2 separate regions of the Gossypium arboreum genome follow, and region 1 is linked to region 2. Evidence: chromatin contacts called from public Hi-C data. All regions are on one chromosome and are shown on one strand. Each heading gives the region's core, a stretch centred on a gene start, on an enhancer-like site or on the middle of the called end of the contact. The rest is flanking DNA. Distances are from core to core; before and after follow the strand shown.

Region 1 (5,692 bases), core at 3,087-5,586, 150 kb after region 2:
AATGTGGAGTATTATGGACTTCTAACCGACATTATTGAGTTGGATTATTATGGAAAATGGAAAGTTGTCTTATTTCGATGTGATTGGGCTGATGCTAATATCGCAATGAATTAAAAATGATCAGTTTGGTTTTACAATGGTGAATTTCTCTCGATTAATTCACACTGGAGAACATTTGATAGACGAGCCGTATGTATTTTCTTCTCAAGTTAAACAAGTTTTTTACTCGAAAGATCCAATTGATGAGGGTTGGTACGTTGTACTCCGAAACACCCCTAGAGACTTGTTTGACATGGGGAATGGAAGTAGAGATGACATCGGTGAAAGATCAGAAACTTTGCCTTTTCCAGAACAAGACTTAGATGAAAATATCCCTAGTACTAGTACACAATTTCAATGGGTTCGTCAGGATGTAGACAAAGATATTTACGATTTATGATGTAGTAAGATTTTATGATTTTTATTTATATGTAATGTTATAATATTAACATTGGTCATGTTATATAATTTAACTATTTTATATTTACTATTGTTGTTATTTCTTACTAAAATTTTATCTATTTTATGTGTTTCGGAAAAATGCCTAGAAGAAGATTAAGAGATCTTAGTATTGTATGAATACTACAAATTTGGAAGAAGTAAGTCTTGAACAATGAGACAGGTTGTTGGATCTTCAAGCGTCAAGAAGACACTTGACGAGTCTGTGGAATTTCAAAGTAATGTTAAGTTTATTTTACAAATTGTATTAAATTTTATTCTTGATTTATTTTAAATTTCAATATAGTAATAATTTATTATTTTTCAAATGAAAATGGTGGGACGCCTTGAGAGGTCGAGGACGTGTCGCTCCTAATGATTTATATAACTTAAATTACATCGAGCGTGTCAAAGTAAGTAGAAACAACCATGGTCACTGTTGGACAAGAAGCTCGACTTTCAAGAGCTATTTGGGCATTATAGCACAAAATGCCAATATGTTGCCCATCAACTACGAATCATGGCATAACATGCCTGATAGCAATAAAAATCAAGCTCTCTCTAATATTAAGGTAACAAAACGTTAATGTAATTATAATACTTTGGTTTAAGTTTCATTTATATTTACTTCCTAAACTTGTGTTTTTTAGGATAGGTTTGCTTTAGAGGTCTCTGATGCCTATATCAAGAAGGCATTGGGTAAAAAATGGAGAGACAATAAAAGCATTTTGAAAAAAGAATATTTTAAAAAACCCATAAGCCTCGAAGAAAAATTGCAAAATGTCCCACCGAGAATGCTGAGGTACCAATGGGAAGATGCGGTTCGATTTTGGAATTCGAAGAAAGGAGAGGTATTATGTACTTGCAAACTCTTATAAATTTTTCGGTTTATAGCATTTACTATATACGTAATAATAATTTCATTATGTAGGACCGTGAGCGAGTTGGAACAAGCAGCAGGCAAAAACAAAAATTTACGCACACGGCAGGGTCGAAAAGTTTTGCTTGTGTAGCTCAGGCCGAGGTATTATGGATTTATTAAATCTATCAAGTATTAATAACTTTTTACTATTAAATAATATTTTTACTACTATATTGTAGGAAGCCTCGTCTGGTCAAAAAGTTGGACGCCTTCAACTTTTTGACATTACGCATAGGAAAAAAGATGGAACTCCGATGTCATATGAGGCTGCAAAAATTATGGTATATTTAGTTAATAAAAATTGATTCATTATAAATATTTATAATATTTAATTATAATGTTTTAATTCGTCGTTTTTATTAGTGTAATTTAAATAATGTTATGTTGTATTCCTTTTTATTGTATATTTCGTTTCTAACTCTTTAACTGATTTATTAGGAGAAACTAAAAGATAAGAAGGCAGAGTATGAAGCGACTGCTTCGACTGATAGTTCTGTTAATTTTGAGGATATTGATAATGTAATTATTAATGAAGTTTTGGGTTCGAAAGGTATGGTCGGGTTAGATTTCAAGGATCCGTGTTAACCCGACCCAATATTTTGGATCCACCTCGCACCAATACATGCCTTCCGGAGTCAAAGTCAAGTCAAGTTCGAGGTTAAAAGATCGATAGTTCGGATACAAGCTAGCACAGATGAGCAAATTTCTCAACTTAGAGCGGAGGCGGCCGAGGAGGCGGAGGCGTGGCGAGGAGGCGAGCGAGCAGGAAATACAATGAACTCCAAAGAAGACTTCATCTATGATGACTATGTTCTACCAATTTCAAAATCCGCCATCATAGACATTTGTTTTCTTGTAACTTTTAACATTACTTTAAGAATATTTTGAATATTCATTTACAATTTATATAATATATTTTTCGTATAATTTTGTATTATTTAAATTTACGTGTTTTGGTTGGATTTCATGGTATATTTGCTGTTTTTTATTGAATTTCTTGCAGGAGGGTTGGATATAGGTGCAAAAATACATATTGCAAAACTGGGAAAATTAGCGGCGTTTTTAAAAAAGCGCCGCTAAAAGTACATGTCTTTAGCGGCGTTTTTTATAAAAGCGCCGCTAAAAGTACAGGTCTCTAGCGGCGTTTTTTATAAAAGCGTCGCTAAAGGTCCTGGTTTCTAGCGGCTTTTTTTAAAAAAGCGCCGCTAAAGGTCCTGGTCTTTAGCGGCGTTTTTTATAAAAGCGCCGCTAAATGTCCTAATCTTTACCGGCGTTTTTTCTAAAAAACGCCGCTAATTTTTGTGGCGTTGCATATAGCGACGTTTTTTGCGGCGCTTGAGAAAGCGCCGCTAAAAGTATTAGCGGTGCTTAACAATGCCGCTAAAGGAAAAAAAAACGCCGCTAAAAGTCTGTTTTCCTGTAGTGAATCATGCCAAGTAGAAATGCATTTGTATCAATAAACTTCTGGTTTACTTTAACATGTGTTTCAATTGTACTAAATTGTAACAAATTAATAATTTTACTATCATTCATTTTACTTTGTATCCACATATAAGTGCTATTGTGACATTTACTATTGGAAATGTCTAAATCAATGTGAATATTATAATGTAACTAAGACAACAAAATAAATATAATTTCCAAACAATTATATGCAATATTCACTTCAGGGAATATGCCAAAATATTCAAATATCTAAAAAATATGCATCCAACTATAACGAGTTTTAGATAGAATTTTCATATTTTATTGCTCATAAATAGATCTTTCACAGTAAAAATTTTGCTTCCAACCCCTTAATGGGAATGATGACAAAAGCATATCACAAATATTATAAAATAAATATAAATTAATAACCCAATCCTCTCTTTTCATCCTTTCAAAATAGATATTTATAGGAATAGTGATTCATATGAAGTATAATATTTTCCTCATTCACAATCTCAATATAAGATCCATTATAAATATCTTTTAAAACCAATAGATTAATTATCATAAGATATTAATATATTAGCTTTTTGGAGCTTTCGACTAATTTTGTACTACCAAATATTGGAATAATATTTGTTTGTTTCAAGACTAAATAAGATAAATATTTTCTATCCGTAATGATAGAATTCATTACTACATTCTCATATCCTTCCTCAAAGAATATTAATAGAAACAAAATATTTGGGAAAACACCACATATATGGCCAAGAATCTTTTATATTACATTGATAACATAAGTTATCTTTACCCTTTGAAGAGTTATCTTGAGAACTCTTATTGTTCTCTTATTTATTATTATGTTCCTACTTTTAGTGGCCCATGATTATATCTTTTATTTTATTTTTTTATGTTTGCATTCACTTTAGAGAATGTAACAAATCTGGTAGGGCAGACTTCTAAACACATCTATTGATTTTTTATTTCATAATCACCATTGTAAACATACGTGATTTTAAATTAGAATCTATTCATTTATGTTGTCATGATTATTCTCCAATAATAATAAATATGATATAATAAATAAAATAATAAAATATACTAAAAGATTTTTAACATCATGGTCATCATCGTGATCCATTATTGAATCTTTCAACATCCCGAATATGAAGTCGTAAGAGTGAAAGTTTAAGATGAAAAAGGATTGGACTTTAAAAGAAAAAACTTTAAAAAAAATAGAAAATCATGGTACTAATAACGTGTTATAAAATAAATAGAGATGTGAATAATAAAAATAAAAAAATATGAAAGTAATAGATAATGAACTTTATTAATCAAAAGGAATAATTATAATGATTTATCGTAGTATCTATTTATAAGCATAAAAATATAAAAATAAAAATCTAATTTTAATAACTATTAAAATTTACAATAAGTGAAATTTGTATACGAAATTTAATAAACCGATTTTGGATTGATTGTGGTGGTGATGAAAATATATTTAACCCAAAATCAATTTGTATTTGGAAAAGGAATTAGGTCAAATGAAATTCAAAAAAGAAAAGGAGAAATAATAAATAATAAAGAAAGCGAGAAGGGACCAATACCTAACAGCGGAAATAATAAGCGTAGGTAGTAGAATCAATCTGAAATCAAATCTTTCAGTTTTAGAACTCTTTCTCTCTGAAAAGCTATGTAGTATGGAGTCTAGTCTAGATAGGCACATAACTCAAATACACCTTTCTTTCTCGATTCATTCATTGGGCGGGCGGCCGAATAAACCAAAACCCAATCAGGAAAACATAATAAAAGAAAGGAGCTGTTGAGATTTGAGAAAGCGAAGCAGTCAACAAAGCTAAAAAGAAAAAGAAAAACTCAGAGGAAGAAGTTAAAAGGACGGGGTAGGTCGGGCATCTTGATTTGGTTTCCTCCACCTCAAGCCTTCCATGCTCCCCTCAGCCAACAACAGCCCTACCGGAATCCACCACTTTGGCGGCGGCGGAGGAGGATTCTGGTCCGCTGTACCCATGCCGCCCTCCAAAACTACCGTCGCCGTTACTGCTGTTGCCGGCCTCGCTCTCTTTGCCGCCATTTTCTTCACCACTACTAGGTAAAAAGAAAATTCCTCCTCTCAATGCTTAACGGTAAAAGCAAATCTCCGAAACCCCTAGTACCGGTTCGTAGTAAGAGTAGTCGATAAGAATCAAATTCTAATAGATGAGAGCTCTTAGAAGAAGTCAGACTTCATCTTCATCTCCGAACTCACCTTCACCTTCACCCTCTTCGTCGTCGTCATCGTCATCGTCATCATCTTCGTGGATTCATTTGCGTTCGGTTCTATTCGTTGTTACCTCTTCTTCACCAGTTTCTTGTTCTTCCACTGATCGGTGAGTCCTCGTCCTCTTTCTTCTCCCTTTATCCCTAAACACTTACTCATTTAAGTAATCTCTTGTTAGATTTTCGATTCAGATCCCGATCTCCTCTCTCAATTCTTTCCCCTTTGTATAAGTTCGAAACTATTTGTTTCCTCGTTTGCCTTGCTTCCTTTTTTTTTTTCTTCTATATTCTTTCTACACCCCTTCAAACTTTTTCTCTTTTCGCTAATTACGGTTTCTGCTTCTTGTTTGTTAGTATTTCCAGTCATTATTGCTCCATTGTTTGGTTATAAATTTCAAATTCTAATATTTTCTTTGCTTTACTTATTTTTTTTGAATCTGTGTTAATGTGACTTGGCAACCTTATTTTTTTAACATATTTTTTTTATCGTTGACTAAGGTTGCCTTTAGACTGCTTCAATCTGCTAGGATTTTATTCATGATTATGACTTTCTAATGTTGATATATTTGAATATTAACACTCATAATC
Region 2 (5,718 bases), core at 159-2,658:
CTTCAAAGAGACAACGTAGATAAATGAATGAAGTAAAGGGAATAGCTCCATTCCTTGTACAAGCTCCCACCTTAAATACAAAACATATATGTAGCGTAATTACTAAAGTACCATTTACGATATGTTAAGAGTAATAACTTCAATTCTTATTAAAATAAAATAATTCTTAATAAGTAATATATTGGACTGGGACGACTATTTTGGTAGTGCATTATTTCTATTAGATGTTAATTAGAATACGATTTTCTAAATCTATAAATAGATGTAGTTTATATTCCTCGACATAGTAGATTTTTTTTTCTACCAATGATTTTTTCCCGCATAAAATTTGTGTGTTCTATTTTTCTTTTTCTTTTTTTTTACGATACATTAGCATTGTCAACATTCTATTTTAACATTATCATATAGATATAAGAAGTAGGGGTAAACAAAATCTAATTCGATTCGAAAAACTCGATAAAAAATTTAATTTTTGAATTAAATAGTTCGAGTTATTTGAGTTAATCAAGTTATTCGGATCAACTTGAATAAAAAATTAAGTTTTTTTGTTTAACTCAAACATGAATTACACAATTCGAATTATCTAAAAATCTGAATAAGAAAAGGCAAAACTATATCGTTTTGATAAATATTTACCTTTTCTAAAGTTAAAAGTCAAAATTATTAACTTATTAAGTTAAAATGTAAAACAATTATATTGTTTATGTAGTTAAATAATCTTATACTTCGTCTACTAATTAAATAATCGGTCCTTATAAACGTAACATTGAGTATAAATAATATAATTCGTTAATTCGACTCGACTTAACTTGAAATTTTTTCACTCGATTCGATTCGATTTGAAAAAAATCCAAATTGAATTCGGTTACTAAAATATGATTTATCAACTCGACTAACTTAAATTTTTTTAACTCGATTCGACTCGACTCAGTTAAATATTTACCGCTAATAAGAAGCAGAACATGTGCTGTTTTGTAGGGATGCTTTCGTAAGTTGATGTTTTGATGGTGGAATCATGGAAGGATAATGCTTTTGTTGGTGCTGCAGCAGCAATTTTAAATTACGCTTTGGCCTTTGCCACTTGCCATTTGCAATAAATTAAGTAGTAAGAAATTTGGCGTCGATTGCTTCTCTCAAGCACGTGACTCGAAATTTTGGAATGCCTTACGTCTCACTATCAACAAATCTCTCTTTTATTATTTACACACCTTAGCTATTTGTGTATCCGAATGATGCTATTTGTATGAGGTTTGGTATCTTTCCCTTTCTTGCAATTTAAATTGGTTTTGGGGTTCCAAAACTTGTCTTGGCTTTGAAGCAATGGATGTTCATTGCTCATTGCCCCTTGCTGAACTCTAAGAGGATAAAACATATGTATCATCCCTTTTATATATATAAACAGAAATCTACCCTTGTTTTCAGGGTATCAATGTTCAAATGTATGAAATTATTAGGTTAACCCTACTTTGAAGTTCAATCACTGTCAAAATATTAACATGAGATGATGAAAATTAGTGTAAAAGCAAAACAAAAACCTAGCAAGCATGGTTAATAAAAAATAATGATGATGCTTGAGCGCATGCTTTAATGCAAAGGTCAGACTCTTGGCACTTGGGGAGTTGTCACTGTCCCATGGAAACTAGAGCTCATTTTATTCCCCTTGTAACTCCCTTTCATTATTGTGATAGTAGGTATGTAATTGAAAAGGTTCCAGCAAAGGGGGGCCATTCATTCATAAGTAAAAATTGATTATGTCAGTGATATGTTAAGTTCCTTCTTCACGATGCTGTCATTAGATGTGGCAGGCTTGCAGCTTGCATTGAAATCTTTGGTTTTTGAAGAATTTTATATTTGGGCTAAGTCGGTTGTTGATGAGAATAGAGGTGAGTATTTGATTTAATTGAATTGAATTGAATGAAAGAATTTTAAATAGATTGAGTTGATAAATTATATTTTATCATTTTAATTTAATTTAAATTTTTTCGAATAGAATTGAGTGAGATAAAATTCAATTAAATCGAATGTATTTGTTCAAGTTAAATTAAAAAATAAATTTAGGTCTTTGTAGTCATTACCAACTACCGTAATTGAATTTGCCCACTATAATTAAATTTATTATTAACTTTCATCTTCTCATAATTTTACATACATTTTAACTTATTTTAAAATTAAAAATATATTAAATGTAAAAACATGAAATTTTAATAAAATTTATTTTAAATACAAAATATGAAATAAATATCAAAAGAAAATTTTAACATAAATATTTTTTCACATCTTTAATAATTTAATTTTAACAAAATTGATAAAGATTGGGGTGATTAAATAATTTAATAATATAAATAGTAGATATAAATTAAAAAAATTGAGGTTCGGGAAAATGAAAGTTGAGAGTTTGTGAAAAATAAATTTTTGAAAGGAAAGTGAAAATATTAAGGAGAAAGTAAAAGAAAAAATTTTTGGGGGTTTGAAGAAACTAAATTTTTTTAGAGGAAATAAAAGAATTAGGAAGAAAATAAAAGAAAAAAATTTGGGTAGTAAAATTTTTAGGAAAAGTAAAAAGATTTGAGAGGAGAAAAAAATTTAAATTAATTCAACTGAAAAATCCAAATTTTAAATTTTTTTCAATTTTTAATTAAATCGAATTTTTATACTAGCTGAAAATGAAAAGAAAAAACTGGGGCACGCTGTATTCTTGGAGTTTGTGATGTTAACCTATTCATTCATTGGGGGTACCTACTCTAGTTATAGTTAAAGACAAAATCAGATCTATGGATTATAGTATAATAAGTCAAAGCACGTTAACAACTCTATCTTCATCACATATTTTCCCTATTTGTAAGCATCCCATGGAGGGTATTATTCCTATCCCCTAAATTTGTTAATGCTTTCCTTTTCAATTTAGGGACGAATATCGAGTATGTGAAATTTGATATTTTAATAATTTAATTATTATGTCTTATTCATGTTAAATTTAAAGTATTTTAAAAAAATTACCTATATATTTTATGAAAAAAATCTTTTAATCATTAAACATATTAATATAAATAATATTTTAAATTAATATGATAGAGAAATTAAATTAATTAAAAATTTATATGTATAATAAATATAATTATATTAATAAATTCAACCATAAATAAAATTTTAAAAGTATATAAAATTATATTAATTTTATATCAGTATAAATGAATCTCGTATTATATCAATATATCAATTTTATCATATATATATATATATATATATATATATATATGAAGGTGACACATTAAAAATTTAATTATTTAAAATTGTTTTAAAGAGTTTTTAACGAAGTGTTGGGTTTATACCTTGGCACGAATCCGATGTACCTCGACCAAAGACAAACATTTAATCTAAGGAGGTGCTAATGCAAGTGAGGGTCGATCTCAAAATAAAGTAAAAATTTTAATTCAATTTTAACTTTCTAAAAAAAAATTCCTTCTCACAGCTAGCCTGACCTTTGTATGAGAAAACAAATGGCAGGGTACCCAAATAAAATAGCCCTGGTCCTCCTCTATCATTTGCAACAATTTTGTACTTAACGTTTTCCACCATTCAACTTCTTTAATATGCATACATTTTTTTCTAAGCATCTCTTTCTTTCTTTTACCTTTTCTTTTCTTTTTCCTCTGTAATCTTTTACCATGCGTATGAAAACACTAGAGCCCCATTTTTTTGCCCCACCTTCCCCATATTCAACGATGATATTATTAAAAACACATTGGCAAACCTTTGGTATAGGAACCCTATCCCTATCCTTTGCTTTTTGTGCTTTAAAGGTTTCAAGTCACCACTACATCAGTGGCTTTGCCCTTATCCCATCCTTGGTGGTCCTACTGTCTTTAGGCTACTTTGAGTCCCCACTCAGTTCCTTATTGTTTGAACTTCGAACCACTTTGCTTGATGAATCCAAAAAGCTTTTTTTTTTTTTCATTTTTTCTTCGAACTTCTTTATAATGTTCAATTCGGACAGAATCAATGTCAATGTCAGAATCAAATTTGATTTTGACTAAATGTTGACCATTTTCTGATCAGGAAAAAAGAAGAGGGTTTTGTGTAATGGGAAGCAATCAATTTATTGGGACTGATATCATCAATAACGCCATTTAGAGGAAAAATGGAGCACTGATGCTTCAAAATCACAATTTTCTCGAGAAAGTATTTTTACTCGCAGACTGCTCAGTTGACTGATACTTATAAGCACAAAATAATAACTCCAAACAAATCAAAGCTAACCCCACAGTTAAATCGGTGGCAGCTGGTCGCTTAAAATCTGTGTGCAAAGCTGCTGAACTTGCAATGATGAAAACAATCAGGTGATTTGACCGCTCAACAATCATGGGATTTTGTCTAATTTGGGTCTATTATTTAAATAATAAATTATGTCAAATAACTAAATATTCAACCTAACCTTAGTGACTCATATAATCTTTTTAGTCTAGTTGCATATTAAACAACAAAATGGTGCAGTCCCAGTGCCACAATCTGAGATTAGCCGAATCTCAAAAAGCTGGAAGGACATGAAGCTTCACAATCAAACCTTTCCTTTTCCATTTTTTTTTTCCACAAATTTTTTTTTTTGTTTCTCCATTTTTTCCTTCTCAAGGTATGATTTTATGATACTAAACATAAATGATAAATATTATTAGTGCCAAAAGAATCTCACACATAATTACGCTTAGTATTCACATCATCACATGCATGCACACTTGTATTGCGATGATAACGATAAAAAAAAAAACTGGTAAAACGATATTTGACTAAATTACCAATAAATATCGAAATTTTTTAAGATTTATTAGATTAGGTTATTTTTTTGCAGAATTATGAGAATAGGTTGATTTTATGAAAATGTTTTTAGCTGGAAGTGTTTTCAGGTGAAATGCGAAAAAAAAACTTCCATGTAGAAGCATTTTTTGACAAATTAATAAAAAAATCTTCCAGCTGAAAGGGTGTTTCTCCTAGTTATTTTTAGGGCTGTATTTTAGGGTTAGTGTTTTGCATTTTAAGGTTTGAGGTTAAGATTTTGAAGTAGGGTTGTTTAGGATTTAAGATTTTTGAAATGTTAAATAATTATTATTGTATTCGAAATTTAAAAACATCATATTTACATCGAAAATCGGAGTAATCCTTTGGGATGAAATATTAATTTTAAAATTTTTGCACATTTTTAATACTAGTTTGATCCGATATTGTAGTAAATTATTTAATCCAGTGCATTATTATTGACATATGAGTTTTGAAAATATTTCCTAAGAATCCCGAGATACATGAGGGGTTTTCTATCCTAAGTGGACTGAAAACGCTTCTAGTTGGACATACTTTCAGTACCTTTGTTGACAGTCCATCCTGCTTGGAATGTTATCTCTCTACAAATTTCAACCCCTACTAGTCGGGGAAAATTTTCAGAATCAACTTAGAGCTCATCCCTTAATCTATAAATGAAACATATTTCAGTCTCGAGTGGCATAAGCCATTTACGGGCAGATAAAAAATTGTTAGAGAGATCAAAAGAAGAGAAGTTCGTTGAGAAGGTATAAGTTGGAGCAATGACACAATTTGCATAAAAGTAAGCATTGATTTTTGTTATTCATATGTAGTTACATCATTAATTCTGTGCATAATATTTTTGGTTCGAACGTCTCTCGCAAAATTATTTGGTTGAAAATGAATGGACAGATTAATGCTATTGTTTAT

The links. Hi-C and Micro-C count contacts between places; a contact is called where the count stands out from the background.
Region 1: a Hi-C map of leaf shows a contact between it and region 2, with 3 times the contacts expected there. The contact joins the promoter of LOC108473860 here to the enhancer-like site in region 2. A contact is called at or near these places in 2 of 5 Hi-C or Micro-C datasets (both in leaf).

The regions. Positions count from the first base shown.
Region 1 is chr8:61,298,313-61,304,004 of ASM2569848v2, forward strand. LOC108473860 (rab GTPase-activating protein 22-like) reads left to right here and starts at 4,337. Exons shown (of 6, transcript XM_017775654.2): 1 at 4,337-4,937; 2 at 5,050-5,214. The coding sequence starts at 4,774. LOC128296611 reads left to right here and starts at 987. Exons shown (of 5, transcript XM_053032044.1): 1 at 987-1,049; 2 at 1,128-1,328; 3 at 1,409-1,501; 4 at 1,579-1,680; 5 at 2,116-2,202. The coding sequence starts at 1,008. The coding sequence ends at 2,202.
Region 2 is chr8:61,152,918-61,158,635 of ASM2569848v2, forward strand. No RefSeq gene overlaps it. Among protein-coding and RNA genes, the nearest start is that of LOC128279672, 23 kb to the right of the region's middle. Within about 2 kb of position 1,409, at least 2 of the 2 cell types and tissues checked have an H3K27ac peak or open chromatin away from gene starts, as enhancers often do. A contact at or near this core is called in leaf, where this site is marked.